2 separate regions of the Pan troglodytes genome follow, and region 1 is linked to region 2. Evidence: chromatin contacts called from public Hi-C data. All regions are on one chromosome and are shown on one strand. Each heading gives the region's core, a stretch centred on a gene start, on an enhancer-like site or on the middle of the called end of the contact. The rest is flanking DNA. Distances are from core to core; before and after follow the strand shown. Region 1 overlaps ZFP36L1 (ZFP36 ring finger protein like 1). Region 2 overlaps RAD51B (RAD51 paralog B).

Region 1 (6,946 bases), core at 3,802-6,301, 540 kb after region 2:
TTTTTCCCTTTTAGAAGCTATACATAAAAAGTTGTTTTCCTTCTGTACTGTCACAGAACTTTTACATACATTCTCAGTCCTAGTTGTGAAAGGCCTAAAGAGAAAGAAACTCAATTTGCAGTCCAACACAAAGGGGGGAATTTCTAAAATAAATAATCCAACAGTTTTTTGCATTTTTTTAAATTAATTTTTCATTTTTTTAAAATAAAATAACCAAAAAAGTGTAAAGTTACAAAAAATGTCGTTGAAGAATAATATATTAAAACTGTGGAAAAAAAGGAAAAAGACACGTCACAAAATTTTAAGATTAATATGAAGATCATAATTTAACATAAAAGAATATATTCTATGGATTTGTCATCCCGATAAATATGAACAAAATTAACAAAAAAAAAGCATAGTTTGGCAATAAATACGTTTTGATAAGTTAAATAAGCTTTTTTATATTGATGTGCAGTGACAAGCAAAATTTTTGCTCTCCAATTTCTGAAAGTTATATGAAGTTTAAAACCCAGGGAAGAAAGCATGGCGTGAGTGCTCTAAGGATAGACCTACGGTATTCTAGAGCAAAAACCATTAAAGCTACTTCTACAGGAAATCGTTTTACACAGATATTGTATGTGGAATGAATACCATTAACTGCTCACCCCTTACATTTTTTTTTTTTTAGCTTTTCTCTCATTTTTTTTTGTTGTTATTTTTTTTAAAAAGATGTCACATATGAACTGGGGAACTTTAGCACCAAAATCAAGTCTCTCCTAGTCCATCTAGCTTCCCCTTCCTCCCCGCTTAAAAAAAAGAAAAAATTAAATCACAAAGTCCCACTTAAGTCAAAATCTTCGTCCGCTTTTTCAGCCTTCCTTCCTGCAGACCTACACAAACCCAGGCAAGATTAGTCAACAGGGGTTCAGATCGGGAAGAAAAAGGTTTTGAATGTCAAGACAGGTTTCCCCCAAAACCCTGGTCTGGCAACAACTCTTCGGGGGGGGGGGGGGGGGGGTACAGGTGGAGAGGTGCCGCCGGGAAGAGGGGAGGAGGAATAAGTGTGCGGGAGACTGAAATGAGGGAAGGTGCAGTTGTGTCGCCAGTGGAGGGGGCTGCTGGTTCCGGGTCTCCACCCCCCCATGGGCAGAGGCTCCGGGAGGCCCACGGGTGCCCTCTGGCGCTGAAGAGGTAATGTAGTCACAGTGACAAAGTTAGATTACAAGGCACTAAGTTGCTTCTGTAAACTGTTACTGCTTTTTCTCTTGTGATTTGGCACTTAAGGCTTAAGCCGGAAAAAAAAAGGCATCTACTGACAAAATATGGGACTTGTCTGTTATGCATGGTAAGTGGGCTATAAAATCCAGGGAGGGGGTTTCAAGCCAGAAGAAGCTACTGACAAATTGACTTGTCCTTATGTTAGGTGGGGTTATGAGGGGGAGAGGGAGGGCACATTCTGAGGTGCTGGGGGAAAGGGGTTGAGCTTAACCTTGTTAATGTAGGGCCTGTGGGGAATGGGATGGGTAGGGAGAAGAGGGTATGGGATGTGGGTGCAGGGTAGGGGCTGGAGTAGGCAGGAGGTCCCTCCCTACCCTGGCTTAGTCATCTGAGATGGAAAGTCTGCTGAAGATGGGCAGGCGTCTTGAGTTGTCCAAGGTCGGGGAGTCTGAGCCACTGTGGCTGCTGCTGGAGCTGCTCAGGTAGCCCTCCTGGTCCGAGAGAGAATCCTGAGGGCTGGGGGGAGAGTCAAACATGTGAGGGGACTCGGACATGGGCCGGAAGAGGAAGGTGGTCGGGGAGCCACCCCCGGGCAGCCCCATGCTAGGGGCAAAGAGGCTTGCCAGCTCCTGGCTGGAGAAGGCAAAAGGGTTATTGGTGCCATCGGGCAGGGTAGGTGAGCCCAGGAGGTCATCGGCGCTCAGAATAGGGGGTGGGGTGATGGACGTGGGGCTGTCCAGCAGCCCGGTGGCAGCGGCGGTGGCAGCGGCACTGGGAAACCCAGCAAAGCTAAAGCTATGCTGGAGGCGGGGACGGTCAGCGGAGAGGTCCCGGGCCCCGGCCAGGGCACGGCGCTCTTCAGCGTTGTGGATGAAGTGGCAGCGGGGCCCGTAGGGGCAAAAGCCGATGGTGTGGAAGGTGCGGCACAGCTCCGTCTTGTACTTGGGGTGGCGGGTCAGGCTGCGGAGCTCGTGGATGCCGTGTGCGAACTGGCACTTGTCCCCGTACTTACAGGCACCGTTTTCCTCAAAGGGGCGGCACAGCTCCGTCTTGTAGCGGCTGGAGTTGACCTGGCCGCCCCCGGGCTGCTTCTGGGTGGGCAGCAGCCGCTCGCCCCCTTCCGAGAAGGAGCGGTCTCGGAAGCGGCTGTCTCGCGAGCTCAGAGCGGGGGCTGGCTCACCCTTGAGGCTGCTGAGGAGCTGGTTCTGGTGGAACTTGGAGCTGGGCAGGGTGACTGAGTGCCTCCGAGGGAAGCCCCCACCAGCAGGGGTGCCCACTGCCTTTCTGTCCAGCAGGCAACCCCCTGCACCGGGAGCACTATAGTTGAGCATCTTGTTACCCTGGAGAGAGAAGAGAAAGGATGGTAAGGACGGAGGACATCCACCAGGATGTCCACTATGGGCAGCCCCTACACAACCACAAACGCCCGCTCTTTCTCAAAGAACTCATCTCTACCTCGGCTCTAGCAAGCTCCCTTCCCTCTCTCCCTCCCATAGGCCATTCACCTGGGTTTATTTTGGCCCCATGCGTAAGAAACCACAAGATCCAAACTGTGTGACAAGCACCCTACTCCATGCTGACTCCTGCAATGCAACCCCCATATCCTCTGTCCCCAAAGCTACCACGTTAATCTGTAAAGTTCAACTTCTTTACTAGTCAAACAGATTCTTCAACTCAAAATATCTCACACAACCCAGACCTCTCTAGATTACCGCACCCCGCCCCCGCCACCGCCCGCGACAAAAACAGGTAAACCTCAGAAAGGAGTCGATCATAGGCTACGTTAGGTCCCCTTCCAATCAGTCTCTGCTTAATTGATACCCCCTCCTTCAAGACCTGGCCTAAGACTCTCAACTTCCTCCTTCAGAAGTGTTCCCTTCCTTTGGCAACAGGTTTTCAGACTGCCTTTGCTTTTTCTTGTGGGGAGGAGATTGGGGGCCTGGTCTGAGGTTGGGGGAGACAGGGATGTGATTCCTGAAAATAAAACTCTTTGCCCTAAGTTCCCGGAAGAGATATTTTCTACAATAATCTCTCTCACCATTTCCACTCAGCCCTAGCCCACCCCGCCCCCTTCACTGAGAAGATGCCTTTGCAATTAGTCTTTTGGCTGCAAGAGCAAGCTTGGATAAGAGCTCCAGTGTTTAATCTTTAACGCAAAGCTGCAGATGGAAAGGAAAAGGAAAGCACCAACCCCCCCTACCCACCTCCTAGTCAATAGCGGATTGGGGGTGGTGGGGATGGGGGCAGAGCCACCAATGGCAGGTTTCTGTTCCAATAGGACCCTGGTCACCTGCCCAAATTGTACCCAAGATTTGGAAATGGTGCAGGTCAGGGACCTAGGAGTTAGTTCCCAGCCCATGTGGGTGTCGTTGTGCAAATTCTAATGTTGGTCCCTTAGGATCAGCAGGGGGGGACCGGGAATCTGTAACTGCAACCACCCCACCGAGAGGATTACAGGAACCCAGTCGAGAGCTGGTTCCCAACAATGAGGTTCATTTAAAAAGTCCTGAGGGGGGAGGGGGGCCAAAGAAAGAAATAGATCAAAGAGCGGGAGAGTCGAGAAAAGAAGGAAGAAATGTTGGGGAGCGCTGGCAGCCGGGCTGGCAAGTGGAGTTTGGGAATGTGCAGGGAGGGAAGGAAGCTGAAAAATTCAAACTTTTTAAATGCTACTCTTCAGCTCCTCGGCGTCCCTGCACCCCAACCCTGCAGCCCTGGGGCGTTGGCAGCTGCACCAACAGGAGCAGCAAGCTGGGAAAACAGAGCAACATGACCCGACGTGTTAAGAGAAGGCAAAACACTTCAGCAATTAAAAAGTAGCCCAGCAACTTCACCCTTTCAAATTGGGAGGGGGAGGTTGGAAAGAAATTTAACAACATCCATAGACTTTTGCTATGTACATTTAAACCGCAGTCCTGGAACATTCCGAGTTTAAAACTTGCTTTTTCAACACTGGCTGACAAGCAACATGTTTTAAGGAGGCCCCCATTAAATCCTTACTCGCGGGACTCTCGAGTTTAAGCCAGCATTTTGTCGCCACCTCCCCCCCCAACCCCGCCCGCAATCGATGAGCCGCAATGCCTCGGCAACACAGGTAAGCGGGTCAACCTGAATGCCTCTTTCACCCCAAAGTTTGCTGCACGATCGGCTATCGCGGGAAGAAGCCCAACGGAGCTAGGGCGGACTCAAGCCCCACTGCAAACTTGTTCTGCAACATCTTTTTGAATCACAACTTGGCCTTTCTTCCTCGCATATCCCCAGCTCCCCCCAAAGAGTGGAGGAAAACATTGTCCCGAGACTCACTTCCCCGAGGGACCTCCCACTCCCAACCCCACGGGTGGGTAATGCCGCTGGACAGACCTAGGGCGCAGACTGGGAACCCGATCAGACCAGCAAACCTGGGATCCAGCAGCACGTTACGTAAAACAGAATCGCCCAAAACTTGTCCCAATCCCAGCCCTCCCCCCGAAGCCCCCGGGCTGCCCTGCCAGGCAAACTTCGCCCCTCAAAACCCTGGCCTCCAGATTCACATGTAATCCCCGCCAGGAACTGTTGAAACTCAAAGGGTGGGAAGGACGGGGCCAAATTCCTTCAAACTTGGGAGAAATGCGGGAGGAGAAAAGAATCATCTCGCTGCACCACTTTCCCCACTGCCTTCCAAGACCCAAACTTTTGGGGGTTCTTAAGGCAAAAGAAAAAGACTTTTTGAAAAGCAAATGCTCCGCCCCCCTTTACCTTGCATAAAACTTCGCTCAAGTCGAAGATGGTGGCAGACACGAGGGTGGTGGTCATCCTGTGCGCTCGCGCGAGCCAGGGGCGAGGATCTGGTGTGTCGCGAAGGTCCCGGTGCGGGGAAGGCGCAGCCTCTCCTGTCTGGAGTCCCACACGCCAGTTCCCGGCGCCCCTCGCCTTTCTGACTCCGGGCTGGGGCGCGCAAAGCCCAATTTATAAAGTTTCAGATTTGGTGGGCCGGGGGGAGGAGGAGCTTTAAACTTATTTAAATGAGGAAGAGGAGGAAAAAGAAGTTGATTGACACTGGAGTTGAATCAGCCATGCGGTCAGGCGGGGAGGGGGGGGCAGGGGGAGGAGAAGAAACTTTCAAAAGGAAGAAGGGGGAGGGGAGACGAGAAAACAAGGCGGAAAAAAAAACCCCACTGTGAGCCGCGCACAACTTTTTTTTTTTTTCTTAAAGAGGAAAAGTTTCGAGTCGGCTGACTTCCCTACCCGGCGCTTCAGGCGCCCCCTCTCCGGGGCCGCGCGGGCGCAGAGCGGGAGGGGCGCGCCCCCTCCTTTGTCAGCCTCAGAGCGCGGCTGTGACGTCACTCATTCCACTCCCTCCGGGGTTCTTGTTGTCGTGTTGTTGTTTTTTGTTGGGCAGGAAGGCGGGCTCGACTTTCTCTTTTTGCCAGCGGGAGCTGAAGCCCGTCCTTAGCGCCCGGGCCGCGGTTTCCATCTTGAGCTGGCGGTCTCCTTGAAACTTCCCCAAGTGTCTGCACAACTTACCTTTTCCCGACTTCTCTTCGACACTCGGCTCCCTTCGGCAAACCGGGCAGGCCGAGGACATTAGAAATTTGGGACGCACAGAATGTTCAAGCCTAGGATTTTATGTTGCTGTTTTTTTTCCAGCGGGGCGTAGGGTGGGGGCGCGGTGCTGGGGGTACTAGGGAAACTTTTTCCCCAGGAGGACATGGTCTGGCGGGGGCGAGCGCGGCACAATTTAGTGCGCCGCACGCGTCTACACTCGCGCTCGCTTTGCAGCCGGCGCTCTCCGGGTGTGGGCGGGTGGGGGGCGCCGCAAAAAAAGACCACAACCCGGGACGATTGTTTTACCAGGCCTAGGCGTGGCGTTTCTTTTCACGCATCCAATCTTTAAACTTTTTAGTCAAGAAAACCCTAATCCTTCCTGAATGCCCCTTCCTCCCAGAAAAAGCCCACCGAGCAACTCACTACTTTCCACGCGCGCTCCGAATTCTGGGCGGCGCCACAACCCTCCCTCCTCCGTCCTCCCCACACACACCTCAAGACTGTAGAACAATGAAAAAAGGTTACTTTGGTAAGAATGAAGGTAAAGAGGTGGAGGGAGGCAGCACTTTTAACTTATTGTTGCTTCTCTCTCGCCCCCACGGGAGTGGAACATATGGCTTGTCACGCTGCGCCGTTTTGGCGGGAGGTGGAGAGGGGGGCATGGGAGCCACGAAACCGAAGGGCCCGCAATGGAGCATGACTCCCTTGAAAATGATAAAATATATACTGTTAGGTTTGGATGCCGCCCACCCAAATAAAAAGTTAACGTGTCCCCCACCCGCCCCCTGCGCCTTGGCCCGACTGCTGGCGTGATGACCCAGGCGGAAGTCGCAGGGCTGCGCTTCTTTCCGATTTCCACGCGGGCTCCGCCGCCCCCCTCGGCCCTCGCACGTTTCTTCCCAGCACTCGAGGCCGCCGAGTCTGTTATGAAACCCGGTGCTGCGGAGTGGCTAGGATTGAGTTCCATTGCGATGTAATTAGGTCACCCCATTATGAGCACGTTTCTTTGGAAAGGACGGGGCGGGCCGAAGAGAGCGCATTCTCACCACCCCCAACACACTTTTTTAAAACTGCATTTCTTATTTATTCGTAAACATCTGGGCAAACCCAGCGAAACCTTCCAAATCACAATTGTTTGAGAAACCGGCTGTTTTTCAACTTTGTGAAACCCAACTTTTGCTGCAGCCACGAACCTACGTGATCCCAGCGGGGTCGGCTTTCATTT
Region 2 (7,693 bases), core at 4,510-7,009:
ATACTATAAGTAGTGTGTGCATCATATATTATTTATTACTGTTATTAAGATGTACTCTCCGGAATTAATTTACATCTAAAACCTGGGACTATTTAAAACAGAAATTTTAAAGGAAATCAATACCCGTTGCCTTCAGATTGCTCATTGCTTTGATTCACATATGATAATTAATGATATTTCTCTTTTTTCTAGCTAGGGAAATATTTTCAAGATTATTAAATTTTTTAAACTTGCGAAGGTTAAAAAATAAAGCATTATTCATATTTTTCCCTATTGTAAACTTTTTTATATTATGCACACTTTTAGGCAGAAACAACTTTCTGCATGTTAATATTTCTAATAGTTTATCTTTTTGGTTAAGTCATCCAGCTTCTAAGAATTATTGAGTAACATCGCTATTAAATTGTCATGGTTGATGTTATTTTATATTTTCTGAGACCTAGACCTTGCTGATTTTTTTGATCCAGGCTTTTCCTTCCTTAGGGAATTTAGTTTCCTTTTGTTCACTTATTTATAGCTCTGCTGTGGGTATGGTTTGGAGCCTTGGTTTTTATTGCTTTAATTGCTTGGTAGTAATTGACACACTGTACACATTCCAGGCCCCATGTTCCCTTTACATATGAATTCACACTACTTGATGACTCAAATAGACTATAATGAATCCCCTTTATCCTGGGATATCTTTGAGATTCTGGGTTACCGTGTTGGTCTGTTTCCTTTAAACATGGTTCTGGCAGTGTTGCCCTACTGGAAACAACTGACCTTTCATTTCTGCTGGTATTTCATCATTATGGGTGCATCCCAATCTAATTATATGTTGATTTGTAATGAACAGAGGCTTCCTCTCATTTAATTTTCTGTTGACTTTATATTCCCTCTGTTTGGAAACCTCCAAGATTATTGTATCAGTTTCAATTTTGTTAAACTGATGTCTTTTCGTGATGACCTGCTTCCAGTGTATTACTTTTTTATTCAGTGATTCTATCAACCAGTGTTATCTGTTAAAAAAAACAAAAACAACCACTGATATGCTGGTGGGCTCTATGCTGTCATCTAAAATGTTATAGAAAGATCTGTTTGTATTGTTATTGTTGCTGTGAATTAGTCCAATGGCCTACCTACTATATAAGATATATTTGACCTTAGGAGTGAAAAAAAAAATCTTAACCGGAATCCTCACTGAAGTCTGATTTGGGTACAATAAGAATTCATCAAAAACATAGAAGCTGCATTTCCTAGGAAATCGAGGCTTTTTCCTGTATTTGGGAGTGGTAAAGAATACGCCCAAGAACTTGGAACAGATAAAACATTGGCAGACAAACAAAAGATCTGTAGGGCAGGACTTCCTTTTTATTCTCCTGAGCTCTCTCTCCCATTGTTTCAGAGAAGATGGAGCAAACACCCAGACAGAAGCTGCTTCAGTATTGTCTTCTATTGATAGGCTGCTTGTGTTCAGTGATTCCTCTGGCCCATAGTGTCTGCTGGACAGTTGGAGGCTTTTTGAAGCCATTGTATTGTTAGAGAATAATTAGAGTGAATGAAACAGTGGGTAGGGGTTAACAACAATTCTTTGTTGCAAGCAATTGGTAGTCTTGGCATCAGTATTGGTAACAAGGCCAATCTACTGGAAGGAATCGAAACAAAAGATGGAAAAGTTGTGGTTGGTTTGTCTGATCCATCCAGCAAATCCACCCATGCATGGCCATTGTGTCCTGTGAGCTCTCTGGAAATGCCTTTGGTCACACTGCATTCCAAGCCACTGGGTGGGTAATCTCTGGGTAGTCTTGTACATGGATTTCCTAGACTTTCCCATAACAAAAATGGCAAGGCACAGGTGTTGTCTTGGCAATTAATCATACACTTTATAAAGAAAACAATGTCCTAACATTTGGGTAGATGAATGGCGTGGTAGAAAAGCCCCATGATGTTTCTTTTGGAAGGAGGGTTAAAGAATGCCGTAACACTAACTAGCTCAGATGTGTCGATTGATACCAAGGTGAAAACATCTAGGCAAAACCATAATCTATGTCCTCATTGTCTCCTCCATCTCCTCCAGACCTACCCTGTCCTCGTCCTAGGAGTTTATATTGTGATCTAGAGGAGGCCCAGCCAGGGTGGGATCTAACAAATTGGGGTGGGTATAAATTTAGTACTTCAAAGATAGTGGCTCTTATTGGAAAACTTTATAAGCTGAATGCCTATCTCCCCCTCACTAATTTAGGGAACTGCAGCTGCTGCTAAATTCTGAGTCAAATAGACTTGCAACTATGGTTGATCAGATTCGTGATGTATTAGTAACACATGGAAGTGGTGCCTTATGTCGGGGCCCTGGGTTCCTACTGGAAACCCATCACTTAGATTTGTATGATATTGGTATGATCTGCTAGTGTGTGATGCTTTGTTACATCCTCTTTTCAAGTCAGCTTTCCACCAGAGCTTCCCAAGAACAGAGAGGCCTGCCTCAAATATTTGGTTCAAATCATGCAACATAAGTTACCTTATATCTCTTTTCCTGTTGCTTATCTAAAAGGACAGAGACTCAGAGGCAGTTTAAAAGTGGAGGTGGGCATGTCTCCAAGGCGATTTATGACTTTAGACGCATATCCCTAAAAGGCGAATTCCTGCTCTCACAAGTTGAATAGGGCTCTAATCCCACAATCTGATTTAGGCCAAGAATGACTTACATTTGAAATCCCAAACCAAGACTGTTCAAGATTGGTATTAAAGTCGGAGCAATGAGGTGGAGGTAGTGTTCACCTCCACATTATTCTGAGAATGGGCCTGACCCTCATGGATCTGTGGGTGTGAGGAGTGGTGGTTGTCAGGAGCCGGGGAAGGTAGTGCGGGGAGTGAAGGAGGGGAGACAGCAGTGTGCTTATTTTCAGTTTGTCAGCTGCTCTGGAAAATGGCCAAAATGAATGAGATACAACAAGCCTTCAGGGCTGCTGTAAGCCAAGGAGAGACAAGGCCCCTCCTTTTAAAAAGCTCTGTGGAATTTAGACTTAAAGTTTTATATGTTATTTTGTTTAGGGTAAATGTGAAATCCCTAAACATTCCCCAGGAAATGTTAGCTCCCAGGAACACACAGTGGGCCCTAACTCCCTGGACAGAAGTACGTCTTGAGGGAGAAAAAAGAATTCAGCACCATTCCATGTAGCCTCCTGGCTCTGTTTGGCCGTGGGAGAAAGATTGATGAGAACCGTGATTAGATCTGTCTCTGTGGCCTCCAGCAGATTATTGGAAAGCCTTGAAAAAAAAAATCTTTTTGATAAAAAAGGATAGAAGTTCCAGTAGACAGGGGAAAGAAAAGGGCTAAATCTTCCAGGCCAAAATATGCCAGGGTTTGTACAAACCAGGGAGATGGAGCAAAGCTGAGCACTTTTATGAGAAGAGGCACTGGCATCAATCTAAAGGAGAGAGAATCTGGGACATTTAAGAAAAGGGGGCTTCCATATGGGAAGAAGGGCTTGTGAACCCAGTGTGGTGGTGAATTCTGTAACAGAAGTCACCAGCTGGGCTTTTTCTAGGCATGAGTTATCTTCTTTACTGGCAATCATGTTCCAAGTTTAATCTCTCCTCAGTGTGACTTTGGTCTCATGTTCACATCATGAAAACTCCAGGCTGTTTTTTGCTATACTCCTGAGTAATGTTGACATTTCTAAGGAGAGAGGAAATCTGGATAAATAGAGTTCTTTTCTTGGCATTGTTAAAAATATTACTAAAAAGAGCAAAGGGTGTTTTCAGAGCTAAGTGGAAGTAAAGTCTTTCTTTGCAATTTTGAAAGGCCAGGTAGGTGGCTGGGTACGCACTTTCTTGTAGCCTGTTTGTTTTAGCCCGCAGTGGTTTCTGAGCAGCTCTAAGTTCTGATAAAGGACACAAACACACCCATGCTACAGTGGCCATCTCACCTAATGCTGTCTTTTCTATCCTGTGACTGAAAATGTATGTAACTTGTAGGACATTTCTGAAAATTACATTATAGCTAGTCTATCACGGATTTTGAATTGTCTTTAAATTTTGCTATCAAAAGCAGAACAACAACTTGTCATCATAGAACTGGAAGGCATGGTTATTTTGTTTACCTCTTACTTTTTGCCCATTTGGAAACTGAAATTGCTTAAAGTTACATAGCTAGTTAGTGCAGGAACGGAAATGAAAAACTATTTCCTGATGCCTGGTTTATCACAATGGAAGGCTCTGCCCACAAGAAGGAAAGTTCAGTTCAGATTCCCTGTAATTTTAAGAACTTTCATGAATATACTAATTTTAGTAGAAACAACTAACCAAGATGGCTTATCATTCTCAACGGAACATAATTTTAAGGAGAAACACTTGGAATAATCTAATTTTAAACTGTAATGCTAATTCTTTATTAGTCTATTTGGGGGATTTTTTTATATGTTGCATGACATACTTGCACATTTTCCTATTTAATACTTCTTTTAATCCTGAAAGCACTTATTTAAGAATGATCACTAGCACTCCAGGACAAGTTAAATACAGAAAGCCATATACATATAAATGGCAGACATAACTGCAAAAAGAGAACAATATAGTGAGGGAAATGGTCTTCAGGGTGCTGCAAAGCGCTTTATAGTTACAAAATGCCTTCATGTACATTTCTAATTGATCCTCAGGACAGTGTTGTAAAAGGAGGAAGAATGTGTGTGTAAGTGTACAGCTGTTTTCCAGAACACCGAATCGAAGCTCAGAGATACTGCACAACTCACCAGCACAGCGAGGAAGCTACTGAATTGGGACTCACACTCAGACCTTCACCCCAAACCCATAGCTCATTTTATTTCTTCATAATGCGTTAGTTGCAGAAGTAATAATACTTTAAAAAGCAATCCACATTTTTTCTGTTTACTCTTTCCTCTCTTCTTCAGGACAGAAACTGTACTTTCCTTGTCCAGTTCCAGTTTGTATTATTGTATTCATGGTATTTACCTTACCTGGAGGGAATAGGCCTTTTAAATATCATTAAAATTGGGTTTTTGAGGTTATGTTCTTTTCTCCTTCACATCCTAAACTTCAGACCTCATGCTCTTTGGCCTTCCATTCAATTCAAATGAGAAGGGCTGTTGTAATTGTTGGCAATGCCTCCCCAGGCTGCCACTGTACGTGGAGGATCTTCACGTTTGGAAAGAAAAAAAAAATGCAGTTTAGTGAAGTTCATGATTCTACTTTTACTCTTCTAACATAGCCTTTTTTTTTTAAATTTATTTGTTTGTTTTTACATGTAACACTAGGTGGCAGAGTAACTACACCACAAAGCACCACATCCTTTGTTTCTCACTACTCTGGGGAGTGGGTATCTGAATAGTGAGGCATAAAACCATCTGTGGCTACATGAGATTGGACCAACCAACAAGGCCAATATTTTCTTGACAGGGAACTGGCTGCAGTGATTCTAAAACATATGCTTCCAAGATACTGTCTTTAAGATTTCCATCTTTCTTTTTTCCCCAGCTCCCCTTGATTTTAATTTCTCTGCCCCATTGCACTCTGCTAGCAGAGGGCGGACACAGCCTGCAGGCAGCTGCTTTGAAATGGCAGATTGGGATGGATGTGCCCATTGGTGCTGGCACCCTCGCCTTTGTGTGCCAGTGGGTCATGAAGGGTCTGGGGGTAAGGCACCTGAGTCCTTGCCCGAATGGCACCAGGCCCTCTGGCAGAGGGGCAGCAGTGGCTGGGCTGAGTCAGTTGGAAGATGCTGCCCTCACTAACTCAGGTTTACAGAACAGGTGTTTTTAAAGAGCAGTCTGATCCTGGTTCAGCTCTGTCACCGGTTTGGAAATACTGCCGTGCAGTCGGTGGGGCATTGCCTCTCAGTTTCTTCCTAGCAATTTGCTGGTGTCTGCTACCCTGGATGCCTCACATGCCACAGGACACACTAAGCTAAATAAAGCAGAGCAAGTTCTGTCTTTCATGTTGTGAAGAGTATGAACTTGGGCTGTGGAAATACTTCTTTGGATTTTTGCTGAAAAAGAAAAGAATAGCATTAAAACAAAACAATACTTACCAACTAGTAATAATACTCTAAGTATACCCTACATTAAGAAACTCCTGTAAAACCAAGTCTGAATGTATAAAATCGATCAAACAAAAGGATTGTATTTTAATTACAAAAGCATTCTTTGTAACTGGAACCACAATCGGATTACATTAAATAGTGAGCTTCTGATGTGAATTGTAAATGTTTTAATCTACAAAAAAAAGTACTTAAATCTTGACTTTTCAGGAACCCACTTGTTATATAAAACAAAAACTAACTGGACTATAGTTTTACACACATACTTACATCACACCCTCACCACTTTCCGACTGGGAATCCTAGAGTATTTTTTAGTGTTTAGCTGGAGGTCCAGGTAGTGTCCTAATTTTGCACACACAGCCCTGGTGACATGAAAGGGCATTGTTGAAATGACCAAGTGAGTCATGGTAATCAGGGCAATCCTGTAGGATTAGAGATATGGGGGTCTTGTTTATTTGTGTGCCTGCTAGAGCTGCAATTCTTTCATAAACTACATGACTTTTGAAAATACCTCAAACAACATATATAAATCAGACCAAGGATATTAATCTCAGGCCACCGCCATAGTGAGGCTTTGAAGCCAGGGGAAGGTGGTGAGACCTTCTTGTTTGTTAAGGAAGAAATGTCATAAAAATTCCAAAGCAGGACTCAAATTTCCAGGGGAGAGGGCCTCTTTATTGTTTCCTCTAATAGCTGCTTTGGCGCTTTAGTGAATAAATGTGTTGCACAAAGTAACCCTAGATGCATCTGAACTTTAGTCTGGCTTGGCTCCCACTTTTGTATTTAGCATCCATTCTGAATTATTTATTTAAGATATTTTTGCTGTTGTTTGTCACTCCTTCTTCCTGTCTCCCTACCAGCCCCCCTCATTTGTCCTGTCTTTATTTTCACACTTCTCTAATTAATTGATATCTTCTGCTCTTAGCACTGCAGCAAATGTGCCTGCATTTTTATGTGGATCTTCACTATGCAGGCTATGCTTTTAAGTTTCTGGAATAGAATGATGGTAAAAATGAGTCATGGCTTGTTTCTATATTTGTTTCTGAGTCAAGAAGCTTAATTTTCTTACTATAATGCCTGAGATATCAAGCTATACAGTTTACTTTTAAGGGAAACAATCACAATTTCATCAATTCCTTTAAGTAGATGTTTTCAAATATTATAGAATTCTTTGGATTTGTGTTTCCAAAATGAACAACACAATGGTAGTGCTATTATTGTTTTAAGGAGAAAAAGAAGCACATCCAAAATAGGTAAAATCTTCCCCTAAATCCCCTGGGAACAGGCCTATGGGTGTTGCCCTGGCCTGCTCACAGCCCCAGGACAACCGGCATTAATTCACTGAGGGCCTCATACCTACATCTCAATGACTGCTTAAACCAGATACCTGAGGGTCTGGGGTCTAACAGAAGAAAAAAGGAGAGTAGAGCTGAGGGTTATGGAACATTCCCAGGAAGGGAGAGAATATCAGAAAATGCAAGACTGCCCCAGTGCAGCAGCAGTGATGCAGCCAGAGGTTACCAGAAGTTCTGGCACCTCCACCTTCATGGACACAAGCTGTATATATCAGTTTACCATGGTTTTCAGTGTAAAAAAGCCAACTTATGTCCTTCAGTGTCAGTTTATTGAGCTCTTCAGTGCAGCCTCATAACTTAT

The links. Hi-C and Micro-C count contacts between places; a contact is called where the count stands out from the background.
Region 1: a contact with region 2 is called in a Hi-C map of stem cell-derived neural progenitor cells, with 5 times the contacts expected there. The contact joins two enhancer-like sites. A contact is called at or near these places in 2 of 7 Hi-C or Micro-C datasets (a lymphoblastoid cell line and stem cell-derived neural progenitor cells) and 1 of 1 datasets of contacts at active chromatin or transcription factors (stem cell-derived excitatory neurons).

Annotation. Positions count from the first base shown.
Region 1 is chr15:66,769,395-66,776,340 of NHGRI_mPanTro3-v2.0_pri, forward strand. ZFP36L1 (ZFP36 ring finger protein like 1) reads right to left here. Exons shown (of 3, transcript XM_063793611.1): 2 at 4,933-5,189; 3 at 1-2,540. The coding sequence starts at 4,989. The coding sequence ends at 1,581. Among named protein-coding and RNA genes, the nearest start is that of ZFP36L1, 4.9 kb to the right of the region's middle. Within about 2 kb of position 5,052, at least 16 of the 24 cell types and tissues checked have an H3K27ac peak or open chromatin away from gene starts, as enhancers often do. A contact at or near this core is called in stem cell-derived neural progenitor cells, where this site is marked.
Region 2 is chr15:66,227,487-66,235,179 of NHGRI_mPanTro3-v2.0_pri, forward strand. All of the region lies in intron 7 of RAD51B (RAD51 paralog B), which reads left to right. Among named protein-coding and RNA genes, the nearest start is that of RAD51B, 430 kb to the left of the region's middle. Within about 2 kb of position 5,760, at least 8 of the 24 cell types and tissues checked have an H3K27ac peak or open chromatin away from gene starts, as enhancers often do. A contact at or near this core is called in stem cell-derived neural progenitor cells, where this site is marked.